Regions from separate parts of the Capra hircus genome. Here region 2 is linked to region 1. A link is a contact called in public Hi-C data. All regions are on one chromosome and are shown on one strand. Each heading gives the region's core, a stretch centred on a gene start, on an enhancer-like site or on the middle of the called end of the contact. The rest is flanking DNA. Distances are from core to core; before and after follow the strand shown.

The links. A called contact is a pair of places that touch in the nucleus more often than the background predicts.
Region 2: a contact with region 1 is called in a Hi-C map of blood, with 2.1 times the contacts expected there. The contact joins two enhancer-like sites. A contact is called at or near these places in 2 of 5 Hi-C or Micro-C datasets (both in blood).

Annotation. Positions count from the first base shown.
Region 1 is chr24:639,750-642,827 of ARS1.2, reverse strand. No RefSeq gene overlaps it. Among named protein-coding and RNA genes, the nearest start is that of CTDP1, 54 kb to the right of the region's middle. Within about 2 kb of position 1,662, at least 3 of the 5 cell types and tissues checked have an H3K27ac peak or open chromatin away from gene starts, as enhancers often do.
Region 2 is chr24:752,179-755,256 of ARS1.2, reverse strand. ATP9B (probable phospholipid-transporting ATPase IIB) reads left to right here. Exons shown (of 27, transcript XM_018039529.1): 27 at 335-909. The coding sequence ends at 471. Among named protein-coding and RNA genes, the nearest start is that of NFATC1, 12 kb to the right of the region's middle. Within about 2 kb of position 1,641, at least 3 of the 5 cell types and tissues checked have an H3K27ac peak or open chromatin away from gene starts, as enhancers often do.

The DNA of each region.
Region 1 (3,078 bases), core at 413-2,912:
CTGTTGGGACCTGCCCAGTAACTCTGGCAAATTGGTCCCAATTAGTACGATTGTAAACCCGTGGGCACCAGGCCCCAGCCCAGGTGCCGGGCTGGGGGAGGGGAAGCAGGAGCGCGGCTCGGAGCGCTGGCACAGGCTGTTGGCTCCCTGGGCTGCCCTCGCCCATTCCTGCGCCGGGCAGCTTTGGCCGCGCAGACCCCGCCTCACGGGTCGGCGCCGGGTGGCCTGGGCCCCGCCGAGCTGGGAGGGGGCATCTCATCCTGGCCTCTCCCCCAGCTCCTGATGGCCACCTGAAACCCAGGGCATCCCTGCTCTCTGTCTCCGTGGTCATACGGCCTCTTCCTGGGTGTGTCCATGTCCAAATGTGCCCTTTCCTCAAGGGCAGCCCTCATGCTGGGCGCAGGCCACCCTGCTCCAGCACGAGCTCATCTCAGTCACGTGTGCAGAAGGGCCCGTTTGGGGACCCCAGGGCTGGACTTGAGTGTGTGTCTGGGAGACACCCTCACCCCTGGGGGTGCCTAACGCCGCTGCTGGGCCTGTCCACGTGCTGCCCAGTCAGCCAGCCTGGCCACGGGCCTCCATGCTGCTCCTTGCCCCTACCCCACCCCACCCCACCCCTCCACCTGGGCCAGGCCTCCACTCCTCCTGCCCACGGGCCTCCATGCTGCCCCCTGCCCCCACCACACCCCTCCACCTGGGCCAGGCCTCTACCCCTCCTCTGAAACTGAATATATTTGCGCCTTTCTTGGTAACAGGACAGGTCACCACCGCTGGAACCGCTCCTGTTACAGAGGAGAACGGAGCATGTGTGTGCTCTGCCATCTTTCTTTCAAGCCTTCATTTAACCTCCCGAGAAAGTGAACGGCCAGGCAGGACCTCTCTAGGAAATTACAGAAATGAAGGCCAGCCTCGCTGACGGGCTCAGGCACGTCCCCGCGCTGGGCCTGGGCCCCAGCCTCCTGCACCCCTCGCGGACGGAGCCGTGCAGAATGACGGCGCGCCGGGAGGAACAGGGACTTTCTCCGACGTTCTCATCGCCCAGCGCTGCGCTCTGGCTCCACAGCTGGCAGCCAGTCGTCCCCAGTCACCTGAGGCCGGACCCTGCCCTGTTGCTCTTGTGCTAAATCCCTCTCGCGTGTCGTTCCCTGGAAGATGCAGGCTGCGTGTCCACCAGGTCCCGAGCAGGTCTGCCTGCCCTCGCCCAGAGACGGGCAGCTCCAGGGGGCCCACAAGTCCCAGGGGAGGGGAGCCGGCCCGCATGGCTCACTGAGCACGTAGAGAAGCTCGAGTGCCCGCGTCTGAGACCCCAGGGACCGCACACCAGCATCCGGGGGAATGCTGGGCCACGGCTGCCCCGAGGGCCCCTGCCTCTCCCCGTCACGCCCGCTGTGGGGCCGCTGCCCCAGAGCTCGCTGAGCCCCTGCTGCCGCGCGTGGGGCTCGACCAGCCGTGACTCAGCCCAGCAGGAATGTATTCTTTGGCACTGGCCCCGAGGAGCCGGCGCTGGCATCGCCTCTGCACACGTGTGAGTCCCGACCGGGCGGCTCTGCTCTGCCACCTCCTGGGGGTGGGGCGGGGGCCTCGGGCGCCGTGGGGGCCCAGGTGGGCCTGGCCGGGACGGTCCTCCAGGGCCGGAGGAGCCGCTTTTATAGGATTAACAGCGACACCTGCGAAGTGGAGTGAGCAGAGAAACTCACGTCGACTTTGCCAAAGGCCGTCCAGGCTTTTGTCTGGTGACTTCAAAGTTGGGCAAACGAAGTGCTAGATGAACCTGCAGTGTTTGGTGGGGCCGGTTTCAACGGTCACACCCAGGCGGACACCTGCAGCGCCCGGCTGGGCGGCGGCTCTGTGACTCATGTGACCGGGAGCCACCCACTGAGTCACCATGTCTGAGCCCCGCACCGGCCGGGCCGTGGGAACCAGCTTCTCCCAGGTGGACTGGCCCGGCCCGCCTCCCCATGGACACAGACGCCACGGCCGCTGCCTGCACCGCCCTGGCCGAACCAGGTAAGGGCTTGACGTCTGCTTAAACAGCCGATCCCACGTTGCTGACCTCTGAGCGAATGTGTGGATGAGTAAACCCACAGGGGCGTGAACAAGCACGAGGAGCCGTGTCAGGAGCGGCCCAAGACGAGGCGCGTCAGGAGGCCCCGCTCCCGCCCCTCCCGCTCTGCAGGGCCGCATCCTCCGCGCTAACTGCGGGGAAGGCTCGCTCCTGTAACTCCCCACTGTGAGGTGAGGCCCTGGACGGTGGCAGATCGAGGCCCTGCACCAGTACGTGAGTCCGGCTCACTCCCCAAGCCACCTTGGGTCCCTTCTGCCCCTCGGTGCCCCAGCCTCGGGCACTGTCCCCGTCCCACCTGTCAACCCTCCCAGCAGCTGACGACTCCACAGCTGGGTCTCCAGGGCCTGTGTGCTCCCACCTCCTCCTCCCTCCATGGGGGACACCACTGCCTGATCCCGGTGGCCTTCTCCACTGAGCGCCGTGCCCCAGGAACCACTGCCCACCCACCGCATTCGCACGCTGAGATGGGGCCTCTGTCTTCCCAACTGGAGCTAATGGCTGGAAGGTGCTGGTGGGATTTCGAGCCTTGCTGGAGGATTGTCCATGCCAGCCTCCTTGAAACCATGCCATCCAAGAGCTGGCTTCGCCTCTGAGGAAACTTAGAAATTCCAGCATCGTCTAATGTGCCGATTCTCACAGAGGACTCTCCTGGTGACAATCAATCTTGTTCGACAGCTGCCCCTGGCTTCCAAGGAAGGTGGCCCTGTGCGTGCGGCAGCCGCCCACCGTCGGCAGAGGCCGCTCCTGCCCCAGGGTCCCTCATCAGTTTCGTGTGCTCGTGCAGAAGCTTCTCTCCGCTCGAGAAACCAAGTGAGGAACGAGCCCCAGTCCAGTGCGGCCACGGCCACGTCTAACTGCAGATCCCAGGCTGGCCAGGAAGATGCTCACTTTCATGGCCCTTCAGTGGATGGTGCTAACCTCAGAAGGCTGGCCAGCGGTCCCAGGGCTAAGACCCACCCCTGAACGTCCCTGCCCAGCGGCCTGACCCCAGCCCTTGGTGACACCCTGTACAA
Region 2 (3,078 bases), core at 392-2,891, 110 kb before region 1:
GACCTCCAGCCTAACCTCCGCCAGGCTGGAGGTCAGCCCGGTACATCCGCTGGGTCAGCAGGACCCGTGGGGGGCAGGCTAGCCAAGATGGTTCTGCTGACTCCAGATGGGCCCAGAAGGTCCAACCCATCACAGGCTGCATTGCACGCATCTGCCCCTGAACATGGGGGGTTCCTGCCTCCTGTTGGGAACCCTTCCCCTGGTACAGGCAGAATGGTGCCTTCACAGGGACCCCGAGGCTCTGCCAGGCCCACATTTGTGATAACCTGGGTGCAGGCGGAGGGGGGCCACAACCCCAGCACCCTGAGACCTGTTTGGGCTTTCTCTCCCACAGATGTTGCCTTTATCACGACTGTGACCTTCGTGTGGAAAGTGTCAGCCATCACAGTGGTCAGCTGCCTCCCTCTCTATGTCCTGAAGTACTTGAAGCGGAAACTGTCCCCGCCCAGCTACTCCAAGCTCTCCTCCTAGCCCCTCCCTGCACCTGCAGCTGGTGGCTGTGGTGTCTGGAGCACTGCAGCTGCTGAGAGGCTGTGAGGCCAGAAGGGCCCAGGTGACCCAGCCAGGCGCCGTGGACATCCCGCCCAGGCGTCGTGGACATCCCGCCCAGGCGCCGTGGACATCCCGCCCAGGCGCCATGGACTCACCCCCTTGTCCTCATCAGGCTGGATTTCCTTTCCTCCCCTTTCTGTTGTTTTTCAGAGTTTAATTTACATGTAGCACCAGCTTGAGTTTCCATGAATATGAGCCCTGTTACTGGAAAACACCATCGTTCTCTGCTGTTCTGGGAACTGAAATGAAAGTTTATTTACTATCTTGCAACTTCCCAACTAACATTCAGGCTCTTTCTTTGATGTCATAGCAGAGAGTCGCCCTTCTTCACCAGAATAAAGCCTCCATTCTGTCCAGGCCGTGTCTGCCACACCCTCCCCACACCTCCCACAGGCGCACCCCGGCCCCAGGCGCCCGCACAGTCTTTCCATGCCCACAGCAGCCACGCACGTGTGTCCGAGGCTCTGCTGTTAGTTCAGCTGTCCCCGTCCTGGTGTTTGTCTGCGTCTGCTGCTGCTTCTGGCTCCTGGCACTCGGGCGGTCTGTGGGCCCCTCAACGGTGCTTCCATGGGAGAGCGCTTCCTCCTCTAGGCTGTGCTCTGAGTCCCATCTGGGTGGCCACTTCCCAGGGTGCATCCCAGGGAGGACGAGTGACCCCTGGCTGCTCACTCTGGTCCCCGGCCGCGTCCCCACAAGGAAAGGCCGTCAGTCGGAAGCCCTTCACACACCCAGCTCCTCACTCAGCAAACAGTCCTGTGGCCCCCAAACAGGCAGACCCTGGGGTCCCGAGGAGGCTGCCCTGACTGCTGCTGGGCAGGTCCACCCTGCAGGTTCTGGAAGCCCTTTTTGCTGGAGTCATTTCGACTCGGAGAAGCTGGCCATCTGCACAAGCACTGTGCTGGCTCTCCGACTTCCGCTAAACCCTGCTCTGACCACCGATCCGAACGTCTCCTGGTGTCCCTCTGTCCCAGCGGGGGCCTCATCCCAAGCTGCCGGGAAGGGCCCGCACAACAGGCAGGTGGCACTGGTTTGCGTCCCTAGGACGGGGCGCGGTGGCCACGCCCCTGTGATCCCAGAGCCTCTCAGCGGGCGGTTCCTGCTCAGGCTCCTGCAGACGGCGGCCTGGCTGGGCTCCAGATGAACAGAGCGCGCAGAGCAGGTGTAATTCCGCGCAACTCCAGCAGGTGGCGCTAGAAACTAAGGAATGCAGCCAAGGCCGGCGGCCCAACTTCGGGCGCTTGGGTCAGTCAGCGGTCTGGGCTAGATGCCCCGCGCGTTCGCAGAGTTCAGGCACGGGCCTGTGTCCACGCGGCATCCACTCTGGACGGAGACCGGGGCCCCCTTAATGGTAAAGTGCGGGCGACACCTCCTGATCTCCCGGGATGACCCCGCCCGCGGCCCCTGCTCTTGTGCCTGGTGGCCGGGAGACTCTGGGTGGGCAGAACTCTGGGGCCCAGGAGGACCGAGGTCATGTACCGTTTTCCTAAAAGCAGAACTTTCCGAGTCTCACAGCCACGTGATTGTAAAGCCAGAGACCCTCCCTGCTCTTCTCCAAGCCAGTTCCCAGGCCTGGGCTCTGTGGCTGCCACAGAGAAAGGCCAACCCCAGCCCCTTCCACAGCCCAGCCCCACTGCCTTCAGGGTCGGGGGCCCGCCTGGCTCAGGGAGGCCAGCGTGTGGAGGGGCCCCCAAGTCCCTGCCCGACCCCCCAGTCCCTTCTGCCGACTGGGCGAGCAGCCACCGTGGGCCTGGCGGGCTCTGAGCTGGGGTGACGGGTCAGGTGGGACTCTCCGGCCCCGGTCATAGGATGCTCTGCTGGGGGCCGCGGGCCACGGGCCGTGGTGGCTTCTTCCAAGGAGGCCAGAGCTCCCAAGGGGAGGCTGGGCCCACACGGCTTGTCCATCCAGCCCTGCTCAGGCCCCTCGGAGCTCTGCGTCTATCCATCAGCTGGGCGGCCGGTCAGGACTCAAGGGAGAGCCAAGGGCGGACACAACCTCTGAGCAGCGAGTGAAGCAAAGGCAGGACGGGGTGACGCACGGAGGGGGCTGGGGTGCGGGGGCAGGGCCTCGGGTCCCCAGGCAGCGGTCCCCCGGCCCCTGTCCCAGTCACGCAGCCCGCGCCCGGGGCCAGCAGAGCCGGAGGGGTCCTCCCAGGCAGGCCCATGACCCACGCTGCCTGAGACACAGCCTGTGGAGCTGGGCCCCAGGGCGCACCCCCCAACAGCGAGGACACAGTCCACCCCCGGTTCTGGGCCAGGCGGGGCCCTACCCCCCACCCCCGCCCGCCTGCAGCCGCGCGCTTCACCCTCCCTGCCATCTCCCTGCGGCCCCTGTGTGTCTGGGTGTCACCAGGTGGAGCCCTCTAGGATGGCCTTGTCAGGTCTGAGCCCAAGTCCCAAGGTCTCAGGCGGCTGCGCTGAACCCTGGATGCTGTTTGTTCAAAGTGACCTAACATCGCTTCAGGGCTCTCAGGCTCTTCGCGACCTGAAAGTGCAGAGACCGGCCGGCTGAGCCAAGGCGGCTCTGAT